Linked DNA regions of Mus musculus: regions 1, 2, 3, 5, 6 and 7 are each linked to region 4. The links are chromatin contacts, called in public promoter capture Hi-C maps. All regions are on one chromosome and are shown on one strand. The core of a region is the stretch at or near the end of the contact, and the rest is flanking DNA. Distances in the headings are between cores, read along the strand shown. Region 1 holds the start of Vps37c (vacuolar protein sorting 37C). Region 2 holds the start of Tkfc (triokinase, FMN cyclase). Region 3 holds the start of Tmem216 (transmembrane protein 216). Region 4 holds the start of Snhg1 (small nucleolar RNA host gene 1). Region 5 holds the start of Tmem138 (transmembrane protein 138). Region 6 holds the start of Fermt3 (fermitin family member 3). Region 7 holds the start of Esrra (estrogen related receptor, alpha).

Region 1 (2,700 bases), core at 31-2,530, 2.0 Mb after region 4:
GGACAGCACAGGGGACTTGAGACCTGAGTACCCAGGGACCCCATGAGGTAGTAAAGGGGAGGGAGTTCTGACCAATGGGGACAATGATGATCATTTTAGATCTAGAATATGAAATAGAAAAAGTGGGAGATCTTGATGAAATTCGATGACCCAAAAGAGAAACTTACAAGATGGAAGTCCCCCCTCAAAAATAAATAAATAAATAAATAAATAAAATTGCAACTCTGTTGACTGATTAGAACTTCTTGATTGTGGAAAGCTGGGATGTTACAGGGTCCAATTAACTGATAATTATTGTTATTCTCCTTAATAAATGTTGCTCACTTCTGTGCCTTACCTCATATCAATGTGATTATCGGGTAAACCTTTTGGGATGCACTAACTCAGCAGACCCCAAAGCTAAAATGTAATCAAATAGCACCTCAGACCCAAACAGAGATTTTCCCTAATTTCTCATTACCCACTGGCCTGATGGTCCCAGCAATGTATTTGTAAAATGCCTTGGGGTAGCCTTATTCTGTTACTGTACAGACTTCACAAAAGCACTTTTACATTGGAACATGTTATTTAAGGCAACCTGAACCTGTGTCCCATGTCATGGTCACTCTTTCTTGGCTCTCTCCTTCTCTTTGAGGTGAGATCCATTTTGGGTGGACAGAAGTCAGAGTCAAGTGAAGGTGGAGGCCTCTGACACTGAGCCTGGTATCACTTAGGGCCTTTGGACTTCTCGTTGTATGACCCAGCAATTACCATTTTGAAGAGGCCAATTTGTGCTGGTCTCTGCCACTAGCAACAAAAGTTCTAATGTATAACAAAGGGTGGCAGGGTTTTCTTAGGCTGGAAGCTAATCTAACCACTGCAGCCAAAGTGGAATGGCGTTCACCTCTCAGGGCTGGTTTGTTTCCATCCCTTCCTGAGGCTTGTCACTCTGGGCGAGTGAGGATGGATCAAGTCTGACGCTTACACACTCATCTACAGACGAGTAAGAGCAATCTACGGTCCTGACAAAGGGTGATTTTTTAGGAAAGCTCAGAGCTGTTAGCAGTGTCTGAAGGGGACTCAGGACCGCAGCCATTCTAGTCCTGAGGCCAAACTATAAAAAGGAGTGTGCGCAGCAGGCCGGGGATACCGTGGTGCAATAAGAGCCCATCTGGAGCCTCCCTTTGGAAGTTCCACGCTTGTCTCAGGATATTCAGAGCAAACGAAGGGACGCCTGCAAGTCTGCGCAGGCGTACTCGCAATGGGCGGAGTCCTACGGCGGGGGCGGGGCTAGGGGTGGTGCCTTCCCCCGCGCGGGCGGGGCCGAGTGGCCTTCCGCGGGTGTGGCGCCTGAAGCCACCAGCGTCTGAGTGCAGGTATCGTGGCCACCCCTAGGCCTACAAGGCAGGACACTCGGGGCGCGGCGGAGGGGCAGTGCGGCTCGTTCTCAGCTGGACGCGGGAGTAAGTCACATCCGGTAGAGGCGGGGCTCGTGGATCCCGGAAGTGCGGGCAGCGGCTGATTGCCCGCGGTAGCGGCGGCCCCGGTAGGTGAGCGCCGCTGGGGAAGGTCTCGGGCGGCGGCGGGCAGCGGCCTACCGTGCCGGGGGCGTTGCCGGCGAACTCAGAGATGGGTTTCCTGGCCGAAGCCGGCGATTGGGCGCGATGGGCGCGTGACTCCCCGCGGGCCTGCGCCCCTGCAGTGGGGTGGGAGGGATGGACGGTGGGAGGCTGTCCTCGCCGGTCGCCTCAGCCCCGCCCCCTCCCACCTATCCGCTAACGCCACGCAACCCTTCACCCTCTGTAGGAGTACCTTGTGGCCTTTGTGTCATTAAGAGCCTCTTTGCCCCTTGTACGGATTGGGAAACTGAGGCCTGTGTGTATTCTGACTTGCCCCTGCGATATAGTGGAGTTAGAGGGACTCTGGCCTTTGTCTTGCTGGCCTGTATCATTCCCCAGGTTAGCAATAGGTAAGGGTTCTTCCCCTTTCTTCTGGACCCCGACTTGAACTGTCCAGCATGGCTGAGCCATCCTTACTTCTGGGCCTTCCAGGTGTATGGTCCCAGCATGTGCCTGGTTCTGCTTTGTTTCTCCCCTCACAGCCGTTTAGGGGTGTTCTTTCACTTTTTTTTGGTGGGCCAAGACATTCCCAGAGATGTGTTTGAGTTACTGGTAGAGTGGACTATCATCAGGGTCACATTTCTTGAGTCCAGCCTATACCTTGTCAATCAGATTTGGGCTAGCCACCTTGAGCCAAGAAACTTCACGGATACCAGGGCTCCTTCATCGCTCCCTGCATATTTTCCAGGTGTCTCTACCAATAGCGTGCCACTCCACATTCAGTGACTGTCAGTCCTGCAGCTAGAAATGGTGGTGATAGAGGGACTTAGAAGGGAAAGACTCTTCTTTGCTTGGGGCCCAGGGAGGGCCCTGATCTGGGGATTGTGGAACTGAGGGCTGCTGGGTGAAATGGTGGACTCTGAAATGAGTCTTTGTTCTTGGCAGTCATAGTGCCCAGAAAAAAAAAAAAGCCTTTTTCGTAAGATTGTCTTGGAAATCTGGCCCAGTGCCTTTGTAATTTCCATTAAGTAGAAAACATGATGGAGTGCTTCAGTGGGGCTGTTTTCTGTTGCTGTTTTGCCAAGCAGTAGTTCTGATTGCTTGTGTGGCTGTCCTTGCTGGGTACTGTTTTGGGGGTGTTTTACACTGGTTACTGGATATA
Region 2 (2,942 bases), core at 436-2,935, 1.9 Mb after region 4:
GGGGTGAAATGTCTCTTTAGAATGTCTGCATTCTGCCAGGGCAGTTACACGGTGAGCTATGGGCCTCCTTAGGAGAGAGGGCGTGCAAAGGCTGACCTAAACCCTGGAGAATACCTCTGGGTCCAGCTGAGTCTGTACAGCGTGTGCAGTAAGAGAGACCAGAGTCGCCGTGTGCCCAGGCTCTAGTGTCAGCAGGACACCACGCCTGAACTCAGGGAGCAAACCTCTGTTCTGGGCTCAGTTCTTCCTCTGGGAACAGTGATTTACAGAGCTTATACCAGTGTTACGGGAAAAGCTCGCTAAAAAGGTGCCATAGCCCCTTTTGTGAACAGGCTTTGAAAAGCTGGAGCTAGCTAAATAACTGTTCCGGGATGGGATGTAGCCAGCAGCCTTTGTCCTCAGGAGGCAGGAAGAGCGAGCCTCAAAGTGGATCCAGAAGAGACTGCTGGCGCCACCTAGTGATCGCAGCCTGACCCAGGTCTCCGCAAAACACACTTCCTGCCTCTTTTTTCTGAGCCTTTATGCAAAATGAAGCGCTGATGTCTTCCTGCCAGGCTTTCCTTCATTTAACAAGGGCCAAGGCCATAACACCTACTTAAGGATGACGAGAGTGGCCTAGGTCAACAGACAACAAGCAGAATAAAATGAGCTCCATTTCTTACGCACTAAGAGCCAGACCCATTTCTAAGTATGAATATGTCTAATTTAATTTCCCCAATAACCCTTTGGAGGTAAGATTAGTACAAACAGCAGAAAACTGAAGCACAACAAATGACTGTGCACAAAGTCACACAGCCAGCCAGTGCCTAGACCCTCCAGGTTCATCCCAGCCACATGCTGTTTTCCCAAGTGGCTGAAGTCACAGGCACAGGGTGGGGAAAGAGGGATCACTGAGTCTCCCTCCAAGAGATTCCCAATCATTCCTGCACCAGAGCCATGCCTGTTTCCCAGTAACACAAGGGAAAGGAAAGGCAAGAAAGGGGAGGTACAGACTAGGCCACTAGGATTCTAGTCTGATCAACACTGTGCGGCCAGGCCATGTGCTAGCAGGTCTTAGTCTGCCATACTGCAGATGAGGTTGGCGAGAGGAGAGACCCGGAGAAGTGAAGCCTTTGGCATAGTAGTAACACAGTGATGGGCACGAGGCTGAAATCGAGCCCAGATCTGTTCAAGATCAGTTTTAAAGCAAACCCCGGGGACACTGAGAGCCTCCCACATTGCAGTTCCCTGCTCTGGGAGCAGCCCACACATGCCCAGGCTGAGGAACAAGGGCCCGATCATTCCTCCAGGTTCCCTCCTTGACTAGCAAAGTGACTTATCACACAGCAAGTAACTTGTTGTTCTGATCTAAATGCGTGCCTGAGATCCTAGCCATAGGGGTTTCAGGGTGCCTCAGGTTAACCTCAGACCTGGCTTGGCCCAGTGCCCCGCCCACAGGAAAGGGAACGGGGATTAAGCTGGAGATACAAAATGAAATTCTTGTCTTCTGAACCCCAAGAGGCAGCATCGTCTCAGATGGGGACTAGAGAGAGTCCGGGTGTCCAGAGTGGGGTTCCCCATGGTCGTCCCTCTATTGTGGCTCCCACAGGACTCACCATGGTGGGAAAGTTCTGAAACAAGCTGAGCTCACACTTCTGCTCTGAGATGCCGCCGGGTGGACGGTCCTGACTGCTACCAGGTCTGAAGTAGAGACAGCAGCACCTGCAGGAGTGGAAAGGACTTGAGTTGCTGAAGGTATGGGCAGCCGATTGGCAATGTCATGCCTCCCGTGCCTGTGCCTTAAGAATTAGGGAGCTGCCTCAGACTTTGATCCAAGTCCAAACTCTAGTTCGTGGGCTAGGAATGGAGAGGAGCGTGGGGACTGACCAAAGTTCACACCCCCACTTAGCCAGAAGGCAGTGTTTGGAATCATGTCCAGCTTAAAGCTGGGAAGGAGAAAATGTACAAAGACCTTTACCTTTCTGGCTGGCCACACTAGTAGTGAGTCAGCTCTGTGATCCTATTTTACTTCTGGAACACAGACTGAAAGCTCTAGTGAGTTGTCTAAGATTGTGTTGCTGAGAGTTAGGACTTGAGCCCATGTCTAGTCTTGCTACAAAGCCTAATGTTTCCCCTTAGTCAACCAGTTTCCCAGAGTCAAGTCGAGTGCCAGCTGGGGAGGTACAAATCATCTTCAGTTCCACCTGGTTCAAACCTAGCTACACTGATCTCTGCCTCATTTGTAAAATAGGGAGTTAGCTCTCCTCCTCCGGCATTCTGGAGATGCTTCAGGACTAGGCTTCTGCTGCTCCTCCTTTGGGGTTGGGGACATGGAGGCTGTCTGATGAAGCCTGGGACCTGCATCTGCGGGGCTGATTGCACTAGTCACCTGGGTGTTTAGGCTCTTCCTGTGAAATTCCTGCGTTGTATTTGAGCTTAGAATTTGTATCGCAGTAGAGGCACTAATAGTGCTATCAAGTAATTTAGTGGAGAGTCCTTTCGTTTCTGGAGAAATTAAAAGAGGTGAGCAAACACACCCCCAGGTGATGTGTGAGGCTGGGATGATTGTTCTAAAGTCAGTTGAGGGCATTCGAGGGATCAGGAGGAGCTCGAAGAATTAAGCAAAGGAAAGCACGATTCTACTCTGGGATGTGCACAGATGGTCACCTCTTATCCCCAGTCTAGTCCTCCGCAGCCCTTCCTGTTTTAAAAGAGGGAAAACCCCGAGGACGCCTGGAGCTATGGAGGAAGGAAGGAGGCAGAATCTGAGGAAGGGGCGCGGATCTGGGCTGGGAAGCCAGCAGGCGGCCACTTAGGGCGTAGCAGACCAAAGAGGAGGCCAGTTCTGCCTGCGTACCGGTACTCTCGCTCTCATCCGGGTACTGCGACCTCTGGCGGTTAGGAGAAGGCGGGACCTCAGGGGGCGGGGCCTCGCTTGGTTGGCCGCCTCGGGCTCCGTAAGT
Region 3 (3,048 bases), core at 441-2,940, 1.8 Mb after region 4:
TTAGTATCCCTTACCATTCTCTCCCTTAGGTTTGTATTTTCGCACTAGGATGATATATTCTAAGTAATCAGCAGTTTTGCTCTGTTCTCTGGTGTCTAGGAACTTCTAGAGAAATCCTTGTTTAGAGAAGCGGAGGGGATCTTGAGCTCTTTAGGAATGTACTGCTTTCCTCTCTCAGAGCAAGGAGAAGACGCAGGCACTCTTGTGGCACTCAGGCAGCTGGGAGGACTGGTCTAAGATCAGTGCTACTGCCCGCTTCTAGCCTCACTCACAAACACACAGGTAAACCTTGACCTAGAATATGAAGCGGCAGCTTGAAGCCTCAGGGAAGAAGCAATGGTATATACATTACCAGATCCACTCTGATAGTGAGCCTAGGTTCTTTGTCTTGTTAATCAAGTTACAGGCTCCAGCATGTCTCATAAGCAATGGAAATATTTTCTGAACAACACTCACCGAAAAACAATCGTATGACTTCAATGCCAAGATAGAGCAGCAGCATCACCACATCCAGGACTAAGTTGGCTGTTGGGTACGGCAACAGGAGCCCTACAGGAGGGAAAGCCAGAGTATGCACACACCACCTAGCTAACGGTCAGCCCCACGGCCCCACAAGGATGGACGGCCACAAACCCGGGACAAGGATACCAACCAGTCTTAACATCTCACAAATCAGCAAGGTATAGATTGTTACAGCTACAGGCTTTAAGTTTCCAAGTCCTGACTCTGCCAAATGACTGAATTATAATGGTACACAGATCTGAATATTTTAGTAAAGAGAGATGGGGAAAGAGTTGGGATGGAGAAACCCACATTTCTCAAACTCAAGTCTTGCTGAAAGACATCCTATTTGATCATTCTAAAGCCATTAGTTGGAGAGACTTCTGCCTTGCAATGGAGATGCCGCTAGGACCAGAAGATAGAAGGTTCTTGGAGTATGCTAAAGTGGAAAAGGGTTGCTGGGGCAGAGGCAGATAGGCCCAGGCTTACCTTTGTACAGGAAAATAAGGAGCTCCAGCAGGAAATAGGTAGCATAGTACCACCCATTCAGAAAGAACAGGACTTCCAGGGGGGTTGAGGACAATCTTTTATCTGAAAGAAAGCAAAACAAAGAATGGGCAGGGCAGCTAGAGCTCTACTCTGTTCTGTGTGAAGGTTCTTTGTAATCCGGAGAAATCACAAGATTATTGTGAATGAGGGAGAAACTTCTGATTGCTAATGACGTGAGTGTTGGTGTGGCAGGAACTGCCTTCAATCTCCTTTCTCAGGAATCACTTTGACATCTACTTCTCTGACAATTCAGCTATAATCACAGCTGAGAGGCACCTCAAATATTCAACCCTGTCACTTCTGAGGGGGAAATTGAGGCACAGAAACTAATTCTGTCCAAGGCGGGAGGATTCATAACTGAGCCATCCCAGAATAGGGCCAGCCGGGGATTTTTAAGAGTACGGTATTCGAGTACCCATGCAGGCACTCGGGGTGATCAGAACAACCCAAGCCCGATTTAGACAAGTGAAGAGTAAGACCCCGACTTTTAGAAATGGAGGATTAGGTCGAGCTCTGGAGACAGAGAGGTGGAGGGGGCTGGCAGGTACCCGTGGGATAAGGGGCAGAGACACACACCTCCAGAGTCTCACCTCGCGGCGCCATGTTCAGTCCCCATGGAAACTGCGTACACTGCAGCGCCCGGAGCAATGCGGCGCTGCCGGAAGCGCGGCACCGAGCCGCCCGGTCTTCTGGCCGCTCTGCCTGCCGGTGCTACTCTATGGTTACCCCACCGGCCGCGCCCATGCACAGAACAGCGCCAGCCGTCAACCACCTACAGTGGTCTAGGGGGAGGATGGGGTTTTAAACGACGGCAGAGAGACCAGAACACTTCTCCAGCTGAACTCTCTCCATCCCCGGCGTCATGGCGTAGGTCGTTAGTGGCCCGGTGTGGCCGAGTAGTTGGAGGATCGGCCCTGCGCCCACCATTCTCTTTTCTACTGCATGTGTTTTTTTTAAAAACACCCCATGCCACTGTCGTGCAAAAGGCTTACCTGGAGCCTATGTAAACACCAAAACCGTTGAAGATAGAATGTCCTTTCTAGGAGTACAAGGGAAAACAGCGGTGCTATAATGAGATTCTCCTGCGACCCAAAGAGTGCAAGGGTGTTGAAAGGAGACAGCGTCTGGCCAGTTGGAAATTGAGAAATGTTTCCAACAAGCTTGCGCTATGAACGAACCCTGGCCGCAATTTGAAGCAAGAGCGTGTTGTTGCAGGCAGGGGGTGAAAGAGTAAGATTTCTGAAAAGACTCCAGCTGTCAGCCCTTAGAGTATGGCAGTCAGTCAACAAATAACGGGAGAGAGTAAGTAACCTGTAATGAAAGTGCTATTTCCCTACCTAGTAGGAGTGTGGATAAAGGCAGTAATTGTTGCTTCTCAAAGCAGGTCCTCACTCCGGGAGAATAATTTAAGTAGAAGCCTCCCTCCATCACTCCCCACCTCCACCTCTGCTCTCCTTCCTCCTTCACTTCTGCTTGTGCCTTCCACTGCCTTATTCAGGTCTGGTTTAGTTTGGCTAGACAGGTCTCCTATGTAGGCTAGGCAGGCCTCAAATTCTCCTGCCTCTGCTTCCCGTCCAGTACAGGGGTTTCAAGTGGGTGTCACAATGTTCTGGCAGGTCTTAAATGGAATTCTAAGTTCCCACTAAAGGACCACGGCAAGGTGAGGTGATGGAGAAAGCCCTGGTCCCTGCACCCCATCTGAACTACCTTCATACACACCCCTGCTCTGAGTCTCAGAGGAAAGGAGGGTGGACCAGTTGCTTGTTTTTGTAAATTATGGGTCTTAAATCACTCTGCCTAAACATTTTGATATTGTATACACATATAGTTCTCATGCTACAGTGAAAAGTTTACCCATTGTCAACAGAGATGATATAATCTATAGCCTTAATATCACCTGGTTGGTTAAGAAAATGATGCTGTTTCATGTCAGGATGCCACAACAGCATAGGTACCAAAAGTGGACACAGACTAAGTCAGTAACCTGCAGGAACCTTA
Region 4 (2,748 bases), core at 206-2,705:
TGAGCCGCTGAGCTCCTCAAACTCCTCCTGAGCCTGCATCCCTAGGGCGGGACTAAAGGCATGAATCAACATGCCCAGCATTATTTTTTCTTAATTAAACTTTAGATGTGTATGTACCACGTGTGTGTCAGGTGCCCATGGAGGCCAGAAGTGGGTACTGGATCCCTTGGAACTGGAACTGCAGATGGCTACTAGCTGGGAATTGAACCAGGGTCTTCTGCAAGTGCTGATTTTGAAATCAGGCTGCCTGGATTTATACCTTGGATCTGATACTGTTTATCTGGGTAACAGTCAGCAAATGACTTAACCTCTCTGGGACCCGAGCTTCTCACCCATAACTGTACCTTACCACCTTCCAACTTGGATTATTAAGTGAGGTCATGCAGAAGAGCAATTAGTATGAGAGTAATGATAATTGTTCGAAAGGCAAGCTTCTGCATATAGATGTTTGCTATATGCATATGACTATAATGCTACTGCACACTCTCAATAACCAGTCTATAGCTGCGACTTAGAAAACTGGTAAATTCTAATGATTGTTCCCCCCAGAGCTCTTTATATCTAAGACCACCCATGCATAAAATGAGGGTTATCCCTAACTTTTAGGAGTGTGGAATATTAACTCATATTGGGTGCTTTAAACGGTAAGCCCAGTTGTGTGGAGAATTGTCAGCCTCAGTAGTATAGCACTTATCTACACATGCACATAGCAGCAGCTTTAATCTATAGCACTGCTAAAAACAAAACATGCAACATGCTCCATAAATGACATCTAAATGCTGGCCCTACTTCATTCAATCCGGGCCAAGAACATGGCGAAAATAGACCAGGAAGCAAAACACAAAAATCGGTCTCCAGAATGACGTAGGGCTTCTAGTCCCGACTGGGTTTCCCTAAAAGGCTTCATGCAAGGAAGCGAAAATCCAACCGAGCTCAGCCCAGGGCCCAGTACCTGAGTCGCCCGCTGCGCTGACAACCTGGACATCAAGCCCCGTCTGCGCGCTGGGCGGCTGGCGGGGAACCGAGACACCGTCGGTGGAGTGTTCAGTAGGTTCAGGATCCATAGAGATGGATCAACACGCGGCTTAGCGTGAGTGAGGGTGAGAAATCGCCTCAACGTATGGATATTGGTAGTTGTGACCCAGACAGTCGAGCTGTATGGGTCGCGAACCAAAATCTCCAGCGATGACGTTTTACCCGCAGTGAGTAAGAACCGCCTAGCCGCAGCGCCAAAGGCGTAGCGTCGCACTCCCCTAAAGCGCCTGCGCCTCTTTTTCGCGCTGCAAAATCAGAGGCGGAGCTCTCCGCACGCCCCTTTGGGCGGATTCCTCTACCCACAATTCCTCCGGCTCGCACACCGCTTACCTTAGCGCCTGCGTGAGTCCTAGTCCCACCTCCAAATCCCGTGGGCCTTTGCGAGATGCTATTTATAGGCCACACGTTGTTCTTGTCGGCCTCATTTTTCCTTGTTCGGGGTAAGTACTCTACGTCTTTATGTGCTGTAGTTTTCACTTTGTTTTTTTCTTGTCTTTCTCTTTTTTTTTTTTTTTTTGGTTTTTCGAGACAGGGTTTCTCTGTATAGTCCTGGCTGTCCTGCTGAAACTCACTTTATAGACCAGGGTGGCCTCGAACTAAAATCCGCCTGCCTCTGCCACCCGAGTGCTGCGATTAAAGTCGTGCGCCACCACGCCTGGCTCTTGTCTTTCTCTTAATCAGCTTTCCTATAACTGCGGCTGGCTTTTATCACAAACACCTATCTGTCACTGTTGTGAACCGCCGCCTGTATTTTCTTACGTAATGTTTATTTCTGGTGATTTAAAAGACCCTCGTGGGCAGCGTTAATAAATGTGGACTTTGGTAATCTGTTCCGTAGTCTTAGCGGGGAGACCATGTTAGGGCATTCAAGACCTAAAGATGACAGGATTTTGTGAAGGACAAAATGGTGGCGGCAGTGCAAGGCCACCCCCTATGATGAGGACCTTTTCACAGACCTGTACTGATATATCTGTGAGGATAAGTAACTCTGAGGAGGCTGGCCCTACATCACAGCCTTCTCATCCTTTAGAGATTTCTTGGTGTAGAAGTAACCCGATGCTAACTTCTCTACAGGTTTGAGGTGCCACCTTACAAAAGGATGGGTGTACGCTCTCTTTTCAGAGTAAGTAGTGTTAATGGTTTTACCAGATTTTTTTGGTTGTTGAGTATAAGTTGTGTGTGTGCTACGGGGATGATATGAAAACTGAACTCTCTCTTTCTGATGGTTTAGTGGAGAAAACAAAAATTCTCTGAGTAGCACAATCTGTGGCAGGTATTTGGATTGTTTGGCATAAAGTCTTTTATTGAAGTTTGGGGTTTTTTTTTTCTGTTCTAGATGTGGTTCATCTCAAAGCCCTTTACACTTTGGAGCCAGGCCTGTTCAATTTTACAAATAACACGTTTTGCTTGTAGTCAGGTAGGTATTGATGGTTGGTGCTTCCTTAGGGAACATATTTAGATGGCCACTTAATGATGAACAATGTAAATGACAAGCATATGGCTGAGTTGCAATGATGTCATCTTACTACTGAAATGGGCTGAAGAAAGAAGGTGCTGAGGTGGCTGTGATTACATTTAAAAATGACATTGTTTCTCTGTTTCCAGGGTGCTGTGACAACATGAAGAGTTCGAGCTACCTCCCAGGATGAGTGCAGGTAATTGTCCAAGTAGAGCTTAGGGTTTCCCTAGGGAAAATAGTCAAGACAGACATTG
Region 5 (3,011 bases), core at 223-2,722, 1.9 Mb after region 4:
ATCTTGCTATGTAGCCCAAGCTCATCTTAACTTCTTGATCCTCCTGCCCTGATCCTCAGGGTAAACCCTGAGAGCCTGTTCTACAGGAATTTACCCACACCTGACAAATACACAACTCTAACCAAGAATATTTAGGGTTACTACAGAGCAGTGACAGCCTGGTCACATAATAGTAGTAATGGTAGTAAATAAAACCCTTATATATTTCATGCAACACTCTAGGAACTGTTTCAATCACAGATGTTATTAAAATCTTATAATAACCTCATAAGGTAGAAAATCAATTCTTATTTCCCTCAATTCCTAGATGAGAAAACTGAGGCTCAGCAAAGGTAACTAATTAGACCAAGATTCCACAGCTGGTAGGTGGCAGAGTGGTATTCTAAGAGGCACTATACAACCAGCCTATTTCATAATTTATAGAGTGCTATCTAAGTAGGTGAGAAATATGTCCTCATAGAAATGGACAGTGTCACATACAGAAGGAGTTGAGAAGACAAAGTACTCTCCTAGAGGAACTTTATAAAGGTTATGACAGAAACACTGAGGCAGCAAGTGAGGGGAGCATATTTATAACTTTACTTGATCCCTGGACTTGAAAAGCAGCCATTTTAGTGCATATAACCCTCATTTTGCAAAGGTTCTGAGGGGTCCGGAACCCGTCCACCTTCCGCGGTGGAAAAGCCCCGTGGTTTTCTTTTCTTTTCTTTCTCTCTCTCTCTCTCTCTCTCTCTCTCTCTCTCTCTTTAAATATATGAATGTAACTTCTCTGGGCTTGAGTTTTCACACAATATCTCTCTAGGTACCAGCGCCATGATAATCTTGTTAACCAAGAGAATTTACTTTAATCCTCATAACAATCTGCAAGGTAGGAAAGAATTATCCCCTGGCTATAGGCAAGGACGCATAAATAGAGTCATTTCCTCCAGCTCGCAAATGAGTAGAGTCAAACGCACCACTTGGTAAGGCTCTACCAAGGGCATCCGTTAGGCAGAAACGCCCCTCGCTCTGGCTACGCGGTCGAGCACCCTCCAGTTTAACACGGTTTTCCTCACCAGTCCCAATCCGCTCACAGACCGAAAGGCCTCGGCAAAAGACTCATAGCAAAAGCAATAGCAACACAAAATTCTGACTTCCAGCCACTCTATGATCCCCAGCATCTACACGCACCTCAAGGAACCGACGTCGGTTGTCATGGGAACACTCGCTCGGCTTCCGGAAGCTGGCTTTAAATTCCGGAAGTAGATTGCTAATTGCCCGCCATGTTAGGGTCTTTGCTTTCTCAGGCTCTCCCTGTGACCGGTTCTTCTATCTTGCCTCGCTGAGGGCCGACCCTAGCGTGAGGTTGTTAACCCCAGCATTTCACCTGTCTCTGGACGGGGTCTGTGGTTAGAGACAAGGCTGATAGGACGCAGCGCTCCTAGGAATCGGACCGCTCAGGAACGCGCCCCTTAGCTTGCAAACCCCATTTCCCAGACGCCCCAGCTCACCCCCGGAAGTGGCCGAGCCTATAAAAATCTCACTTAGCGCCCTCTGTAGCGGATGCCGTGGTCTGCAGACTTGCTGGAAAGTCAGTTCTCCGAGGTTCAAGAGGAGCCTAGGGAGTGGCAGCTCTCGCTGACCGGCGGGTCCCAGAGACCTGCCCCCAAGGTGTCCCACTGTGTGGCTAAGGGTGGGATAGAACCCGGGCTGGGAGAGCCGGGTTATGGGTTCCAGTGGTGGTTCCGCCGCTTCCTTGCTTCGCTCTGTCTTACCTCGGCGTTCAGCCTATTTTTCCTCGTAAGAATTGGACACTTTTCCGTGCCCCTTCCATACCGCAGGTGGTGTTCGTAGAGGCTCTCACGCTTTTCAAAAGGCGTCTCATCTAAGACTTGCTAGAACCAACCTGACTAAAGGAGTCACCGTCATACCCCCCTTGCACCTGGAGTAAATCTGACTGTCCGAAGGACGAAGGACCGGTCTGTGAGCACTTGTGCTAAGGTGGACTTTATTCACACTCCTGAGTGGAATATTATTTGTCACTCACTCCTGAGTCCTGCCGTTTGGAGGGGCTGCCTTTGGAAATGAGTTCTGGGAACTGAACACAGGAACTGGGTGCCTGTACCAGGCTTGCCATTTGCCTGACCGAGTTACTCTTCTTTGGATCCCGGCGCTGCAGTACTTTTGAATTGTAAGATGCAGGTTTATAGGATTTGCACTCTAAATCTGGTCCCCAGAATTCTTAGTGTCCCTCCGTCTTTGAGGAGGAAACAACTAACTCTGCCCTTTGGTCTTTTTGTTTGTAGCTCTAACTTCTAAAAGTAACTGTGTTTGGAGTACAGCCTTTTCCTGAGAGTAATGGAAGGTTCACTTCTTAACCCAGGGACTGATTCTGTTTTAGCTCAGCCTATGAGAATCCTTTAGCCAGTGAATTGAGGAAAACATTAAATAGAGGTTCGGTACACTTCTTAAATCAAGGTAGATAAACTACACCCCATACATCTAACCCTGAGTGGCTTTTACATATTTAAACTATTGGGGCAGAGGGATCATATTGTGTGAAATGTGAAAATCATGTAAAACTTAGACATCAGTGTCTGTGGTGTTAACGAGGCACAGCCATGCTCATTTGTTGAGATACCCTTCCTGGCTACTCTTATATTACACCAGCCAAGAATGAATATAGTTGTGACAGAGGCTTCAAGCCCAAACAGCCTAAAGAGTCTGTGGACTCCCTCCTTGAGCATGGGGCTCAGCCAAGCAAGGACAGGAGACCCGGCAGTGGTGAGCATGTCTGGTGTCTTAGTACAAACTGCTCTCTCAGTGCAAGTGAGAGCGTAGTCTCAGCCTTTGCCTGCGTTCTTTTCCTTGCTTTTGCTATTTTAGGAAAAGAGAGGGCTTATTTGTGAACTGTAGACAGCAATGTAACTAACTTTCCGGCCTTCTGTCAGAAAAGTGTCCCATCTGTTCTAAGCCTGTGGCAAAGTGCTAGTCCAGGACTTGTAACTGGAGTGATGCGGGTTGGTTTGGAA
Region 6 (2,753 bases), core at 29-2,528, 1.7 Mb before region 4:
CCATCCTCCCAGGAAGTGATAACTCTCATTCTCTGCTGGTAAAGTTGATGAGAAGCCTCATGGGGCCTTCTGGGTGACTGATATCGCCCTAGCCTACTCTGCCGTAACTTCCTGTGGGGGCAGGGCCTCTCACCCACTGTCAGCAGCCTGCCAAGTGGTTTGCTGGGGAGGAAATTTAGGAGAGTAGGTGCCAGGTCCCCAGGAACCTCCTAGCCATCCCTCAGGAACATAATAAGCCTCGGCACAGGCAAGACACACAGGGGACCATGTTGTCTGTCTCTTGGAGACTAGACAGAACCAGTAGGAGCTGGAGGAAGTATGGAGAGGGGAAGTTGAAGAAATACCTTCTTTGGAACCAAATAATTAAAGACTGTTGCCTGAGTCACTGTGACAAGGTTATGAGTAGAGGCGAGAATGGCCTAGAAAAGCCAGGGAGAGCTGTCATGACTGGATACATAGGGTCACGGGGACTCACTGATTTCCTCCACGATCTTCAGAAGTACCCCACCAATGTGCGACTCCCCCGTGACTCGGAGTGTGACAGACTGGGCCTCAGGGTCCTCCTCGCCCACAAACACCCTCAGCTCCCAGGAAGAGTCGATATAGTCCCCGGAGGCTGTCTTCATACCCGCCATGGCTGCGGCTGTTTCTGCTGAGACAAGGTGAGTAGACAGTGGGCTGCCTAGAAATAAGCAGGAGTCCTAGGGTACCCTGGGTAGGTGGGTAGGCTTTGGGGACACTGGTACAGAGAGCTACTGTGATCCAGTCAATATAAAACCCTCTTACTATCCTAAGTGTTTGGGCTGAAGAGACAGTTCCTTAGAGTCCACGTTGTCCTGCCAATTCAGGTTTCACAGGTGGGGACACCAAGGCCCAATACTCATTGTAAAGTACCCTGCTAGGTACCAGAACAGGTCAACTCTCCTACTCACAGTTCTGCCAGGCCCACCTATCTCAGAAACAAGTCCTGGCCCACAGCTCACAGCCAGTACTCTAACCCAAGCCTCTAGGGTGGTGGCAAGTGTGGCTGCTCTGCACAGAATGGCGGAGCAGGGGACAAGTGAGTCCTCCTGGGTCTTTCACTTACCTAGCCTGCAACGGGCTGCAGCTGCAGGTGGCAGTGGGACACCTGTTACCCTGGTCTGGCCTGGTCCTGCTCAGTTGCTTCCTTCAGAGGTCAGCCTGTAGTGGCCTTATCATGAAAGTTGTACTAGTCCCTCCCCAGGGCGGGCTGTTGCTGGGTACAGGAAGCACACTGCCAGCACGCAGAGGGCTCCACGGGGCCCTTGCTTTTGTTACCACAGGAAATGAGGGAAGAACAGTGCTGGGGTGACACCACAAAGTTCTCTTTACCCCACCCCCAGGCATCTACTGGTTGCACCTCCAGCCTGCTTTTTTCTTTTATTATTATTTTTTGTTGTTGTTCAAGACAGGGTTTCTCTGTATAGCCCTGGCTGTCTTGGAACTCACTCTGTAGACAAGGCTGGCCTCGAACTCAGAAATCCACCTGGCCCTGGTGGTGCTGGGTGCGCCACCACTGCCCGGCTCCAGCCTGCTCTTAGTGGGACTGTCTACAGTCAGCAGTGAAGTCCTTCCCACCTTTAAACAGGACTTGTTTCCAAACCTACCAGCCTTAAATCTGTCCAGTGACATGCTAGAGCCTCTCTGCCTCATAAAACCTCAATGTGATTTCCTCCAGGACCCTTTATCCCGTCTCTTTAGAGGGTTCTGGTGGTCCAACAGCCTCATGTCCATGCCAGGCACTGGGATGCAAATTGCTCTAAGGAACTGAGCAGGAACGTAGACTTTTCAGGGCAGCAGCCTACCATTAATGGACGTGGTTTTTTCTTTTTTCAGAAAGGGTTTCTGTGTAGCCTTGGCTGTCCCAGAACTCACTCTGCAGACCAGGCTGGCCTTGAACTCAGAGATCTGCCTGCTCTGCCCCAAGTGCTGGGATTAAGGGTATGTGCCAACCTCTCCTCCCAAGGTAAGGCTTTTTAAGTGTGACTAGGAGAGGCTGCTCTGAGGAGTCCTGGGGTTGGGACAGGAAGCTAGTTTAGGCTAACGTAAGACATAGTACAGCCTGGTGCTGGACTCAGCATCTTGCTAGCCCAGGAAGCAGTCTTTTGGGAGCAAATGAGGAAGTTCAGTGTTGGTCACAGTGTGGGAGGAAGATAGTGGTGTGGAGCTCAGGATTGGAGCAGCAGGAGCTGTTGTCAGTATTAGTCTCAGGCCTGCTTTCTGACCCACCTTGAGTCTAGGTTAGGTTCTAGTGTTGACCTAGCAGGTTCACTCTAAGACTGCACTGCACAGAACATCAACCCAAAGCTGATCAGAATGCAGGTAGGTCATCAGTTGTTGAGCGACACTTCCACCTAGTGGCCACCCTGACAAAGCAAACAGCTCACTCTTCAGCGACCTTTCTTTCAAGGCCATCAAGAAAAGGCTTTGTGTTGGCTTCCAATTCAGCACTACTGTGTCTTAAGAGAAGAAAGTCACTGGAGACCGTAGCAACATATAACCACGCCTGACTGGCTTCTTTATTGAGGAGGGACGTGGGTAAGAACAGGTGAAGACAGCTGGGACCCTAGGTTGGGAAGAACACCCTCCCCTCCCCGTATGCACCCACTGCCCCAAATAAAAAATAACCAACTATGGGGGAGCAGCCGAGACAGTGACGGGGAGGCTAGGACTGGGCAGGGAAGGACACTCGGATTGAGGGCAGCAGTGAAGAGACCATGCGTGTGCTGGGA
Region 7 (2,929 bases), core at 10-2,509, 1.8 Mb before region 4:
TCGCCATGGGAACAGAGTCTCCAGAGCCTCTGAGGCCAGTAACTGACAGCAGGTCTTCCTCTTGGGAACCTGGGAGCGGCTTGGCAAGTCTAGCTCCCACCCAAGCCAGGAAGCAGGCTAACCTCAACCTGCAGGCAACTCTCAACCCCGAGCATAAGCATGATCCTCTCCTCAGTTTTCTCCAGATGTACTCCAGGAGGTACTCTCAAGTATTCAAGAGCATACTGAGGAACCGGGAGGGGGCTAAGGGGGGCCAAGGGGGGCGGAGGCAAAGGATATGGCCACTCTCTCAGGAGTTTCCACATGTCCACACATGCTCACACTCTCCTGGGAACCTTCCACTCACACATGGCCTTTAACCAGTCCCAAGTTCTCACATACTCCCAGCAAAAGAGCACACTCAATAAGCAAACTCACACTCAAGTCTTCTAATCCCTCACCACACTCTTGTAAGGGAGTCTCTCACCTCTGACACGCCACCCCCTCCAGCTTTAGCAAGCCCAGTCCAGCCACGCCGTGCAGGGCGCGGCTCCACCTCTTTTGCACCCCAAACCTGCAAGGTTCATTCTTACACTCCAGCTACCGCAGAGTTCACCACCTCTCGCGACCTCCAGGGCCGCCCCCCACCCCCCATTAACCTGCGCACACCTATGGGAAGTTGCCTGAAGTTACTAATCTCCCCTCCCCCCATTGCCCGCGGGGGACTTCTATCAGGTTATCAGGAAGTAAGAAGAGGCGACAAGGAAGAAGTTCTCCCTCGCGCTACGATGACCTATGACCCAGAGAGGAGGGTGGCCCAAAGCCCCTGCAAGCGCCCCCACGTGGCCTCAAGGGACCCTTTCAATTCCAGCCCACCCCGAGGACTCCCGCAATGCTCAAGGATCGATCTGAACGCTGCCCGGGGACTCGCTCCAAGGCCCGAGGCTAACTGGAGGCCAGGACCTGAAGCCAGTCCTGACCCGGCCGACGCACCAGGCGCGACCCCGCCCGCAGCCCGCCCCCCGCCCGCGCTTGCACATGGCCCCCGCCGCGCCCGCCCACCCCCGCGGCCGCCTTCCCCTCCGCCCCCGGACCTTGGGCTCCGGCAGGGCTGGCGGGCAGGCATGGGGGCCGAGCGGCCCGGAGCGCCGGGGTGAGCGGGGGCCGCCTCCTCCGGCCGCACCGCCCCGCCGCGCTGCGTCCCCCCTCACTCGGCGGCGCCGCTGGCTGCTTGTAGGACACAAAAGGACATCGCGGCTGCTTCCTACTCCGCTTCCTCCAGCTGACAGCGGAGGCGGGGCCGGCCTGCGCATGCAAAACAGGGGGTGGGGCCAGGTGCCCTATGCTAATATCCGAGGGAGGCGGCGGCGCCTGCGTACCCGGAGGACAGCGGGCAGGCCTTGTCGATACACACGCGTGCGCGGCCTCCTGTGGGCGGGGCCTGAACCTAGGGGAGGAGCGAAGACTAGGAACTGGTGCGGGAGAGAAGCCGGAGCACCCTTGCATCACGAAGGAGGGCGGTGCTCTGCCTTATAAGAGTGGGCGTAGCTGTTCAGTGAACTCACTCTGTGAGGGCGTTGAACGTGTATGTAAATGAAAGGCGGGTTTATGTAACTGCATATGCATAAGGGGTGGGGCCTAACAGGGTGCTGCTCCCCACCCCACCCCATTATGTTGATGGGACACTTGACAGATTTGGTAGATCAGCACCCCTGAGGACCCTCAAGTGGAGAAGCAGACCTAAAACATGCAAGTAGCCCTGGTTTGCGAGTTCCTCAAAGGCAGAGGTGAGACACGAGCGGACAAAACTCAAGGTCACTGCGGTGACCGAATGAAGGTCACGGGGAAAGGCGGGGCCACGTGCGTCCGCCTCACGCAAGCAGCCACGCACTGACTCTGGGACCATGCATAGACTCTTTAATTTCTCTAGGATTCAAATTCCATGCAGATGAGGTTGAGCTTGGGTTCGAGGGACCGGAAAGGACACGGAGCGGACGTCTCGTCGGCCACTTGAGCTGGAGGTTCACTGATCCAAAAAGTACAGCCTCTTGTTCCTGCGCTTCCTGATCCCTTCGATGTATCCCTGCAGCTCTTTAGTCATGAAGTGGTTCCTGCCAATCGTGGACCTATATGCTAGGGAGAGGGAAGAGCTGAGCTCAGGGCCATGAACAGCAGCAAAGGGCTTCCCCCATTTGAGGAACCACAGGTGATTTGAGGTGGCATTTAGTGCTGGATTTGGATCTGTGTTAGTTTGGGGAATTTTGGGTCTCCTAGGTGCGATGTGAAGAATGGAGGGGAAGAAGGCTGAAGAAGTTGCTGCAAGCCTGAACAGAGGCAGTGAGACCCAACCTCCTCCTGAGCCGCTCACTCTAACTAGTTATCTGGCCCTTTCTTCCCTCTATGTGCTCATATACCATGAGCAGAAGGTTACGCAGATAATCCAATATCCAGTACATTTACCCAAAAAAAATCCCGATGTGTCACAGCTCCCACACCTGGGAGTGAAGCAAAGCTACCCAAAGGCTGTCACTCCACTGAACAAGCAGAGAAAACAGACTTGCTAGAAAGGGGCTTATTTTAAGTCCTCTGAGTCACTCACTCCATTGAGTCGGCCTGTGCCTACTCTCTTGACTTTTAATTTTTAGGGCATCCTTGTGAGTGCTAAGGGGATCTGACAAGACTACATATCCTGAAACTCCACAGCCCCAAGCCCTGCCAAAGCCACCAGGATCTTTTGTGGAAGCTGGGGTGGGGGTGGGGGTGGAGTGCTCACTGATGAGGGCTTTTTTGAGAATATCCAGAACTTCAGTCTCCATGAGCTCCATCAGAGGCAGAGGCAGCTGGAAAAGCAACAAGAGACTCAACCAGTTCCATGGAAAGCTGAAGTGGTCCCCACATGACCTCCCCAGCTTGCCTGCCCCACTTTCCTGAAACCTGCCCATCTGCTGCT

What was found. Promoter capture Hi-C pulls out the DNA fragments that hold promoters and counts their contacts.
Region 1: a contact with region 4 is called in a promoter capture Hi-C map of hippocampal neurons, with 2.0 times the contacts expected there. A contact is called at or near these places in 3 of 39 promoter capture datasets (the 3T3-L1 cell line, cranial neural crest and hippocampal neurons), 1 of 484 Hi-C or Micro-C datasets (B cells), 1 of 130 datasets of targeted methods (astrocytes) and 1 of 9 other capture datasets (adipose tissue).
Region 2: a contact with region 4 is called in a promoter capture Hi-C map of cranial neural crest. A contact is called at or near these places in 13 of 39 promoter capture datasets (the 3T3-L1 cell line, the HPC-7 cell line, cranial neural crest and 8 more), 1 of 484 Hi-C or Micro-C datasets (uterus), 4 of 130 datasets of targeted methods (astrocytes, embryonic forebrain, embryonic midbrain and 1 more) and 3 of 9 other capture datasets (adipose tissue, liver and pancreatic islet).
Region 3: a contact with region 4 is called in a promoter capture Hi-C map of maxillary cranial neural crest. A contact is called at or near these places in 3 of 39 promoter capture datasets (the 3T3-L1 cell line, hippocampal neurons and maxillary cranial neural crest), 1 of 130 datasets of targeted methods (astrocytes) and 1 of 9 other capture datasets (adipose tissue).
Region 5: a promoter capture Hi-C map of the HPC-7 cell line shows a contact between it and region 4, with 4 times the contacts expected there. A contact is called at or near these places in 9 of 39 promoter capture datasets (the 3T3-L1 cell line, the HPC-7 cell line, cranial neural crest and 5 more), 1 of 130 datasets of targeted methods (astrocytes) and 2 of 9 other capture datasets (adipose tissue and liver).
Region 6: a promoter capture Hi-C map of the HPC-7 cell line shows a contact between it and region 4. A contact is called at or near these places in 6 of 39 promoter capture datasets (the 3T3-L1 cell line, the C10 cell line, the HPC-7 cell line and 2 more).
Region 7: a promoter capture Hi-C map of liver shows a contact between it and region 4, with 2.6 times the contacts expected there. A contact is called at or near these places in 2 of 39 promoter capture datasets (the C10 cell line and liver).

Annotation. Positions count from the first base shown.
Region 1 is chr19:10,687,455-10,690,154 of GRCm38.p6, forward strand. It overlaps Vps37c (vacuolar protein sorting 37C), which reads left to right and starts at 1,281. Exons shown (of 5, transcript NM_181403.3): 1 at 1,281-1,525.
Region 2 is chr19:10,602,573-10,605,514 of GRCm38.p6, forward strand. It overlaps Tkfc (triokinase, FMN cyclase), which reads right to left and starts at 1,686. Exons shown (of 17, transcript NM_145496.1): 1 at 1,596-1,686. The coding sequence starts at 1,598.
Region 3 is chr19:10,554,073-10,557,120 of GRCm38.p6, forward strand. Tmem216 (transmembrane protein 216) reads right to left here and starts at 1,691. Exons shown (of 5, transcript NM_001277860.1): 1 at 1,641-1,691; 2 at 991-1,092; 3 at 457-549. The coding sequence starts at 1,653.
Region 4 is chr19:8,722,032-8,724,779 of GRCm38.p6, forward strand. It overlaps Snhg1 (small nucleolar RNA host gene 1), which reads left to right and starts at 1,456. Exons shown (of 10, transcript NR_002896.3): 1 at 1,456-1,475; 2 at 2,110-2,158; 3 at 2,372-2,452; 4 at 2,641-2,690. It overlaps LOC115489078 (a small nucleolar RNA gene), which reads left to right and starts at 1,962; the gene lies at 1,962-2,033. It overlaps LOC115489084 (a small nucleolar RNA gene), which reads left to right and starts at 2,220; the gene lies at 2,220-2,294. LOC115489083 (a small nucleolar RNA gene) reads left to right here and starts at 2,501; the gene lies at 2,501-2,570. It also overlaps a transcript of Slc3a2 not described here.
Region 5 is chr19:10,575,914-10,578,924 of GRCm38.p6, forward strand. Tmem138 (transmembrane protein 138) reads right to left here and starts at 1,473. Exons shown (of 5, transcript NM_028411.4): 1 at 1,171-1,473. Cyb561a3 (cytochrome b561 family, member A3) reads left to right here and starts at 1,244. Exons shown (of 8, transcript NM_201351.2): 1 at 1,244-2,170.
Region 6 is chr19:7,018,191-7,020,943 of GRCm38.p6, forward strand. It overlaps Fermt3 (fermitin family member 3), which reads right to left and starts at 1,279. Exons shown (of 15, transcript NM_153795.2): 1 at 1,088-1,279; 2 at 476-649. The coding sequence starts at 635. Stip1 (stress-induced phosphoprotein 1) reads right to left here. Exons shown (of 14, transcript NM_016737.2): 14 at 2,506-2,753.
Region 7 is chr19:6,920,549-6,923,477 of GRCm38.p6, forward strand. It overlaps Esrra (estrogen related receptor, alpha), which reads right to left and starts at 1,260. Exons shown (of 7, transcript NM_007953.2): 1 at 1,074-1,260. Catsperz (cation channel sperm associated auxiliary subunit zeta) reads right to left here. Exons shown (of 5, transcript NM_001039494.2): 4 at 2,753-2,819; 5 at 1,878-2,112. The coding sequence ends at 2,003.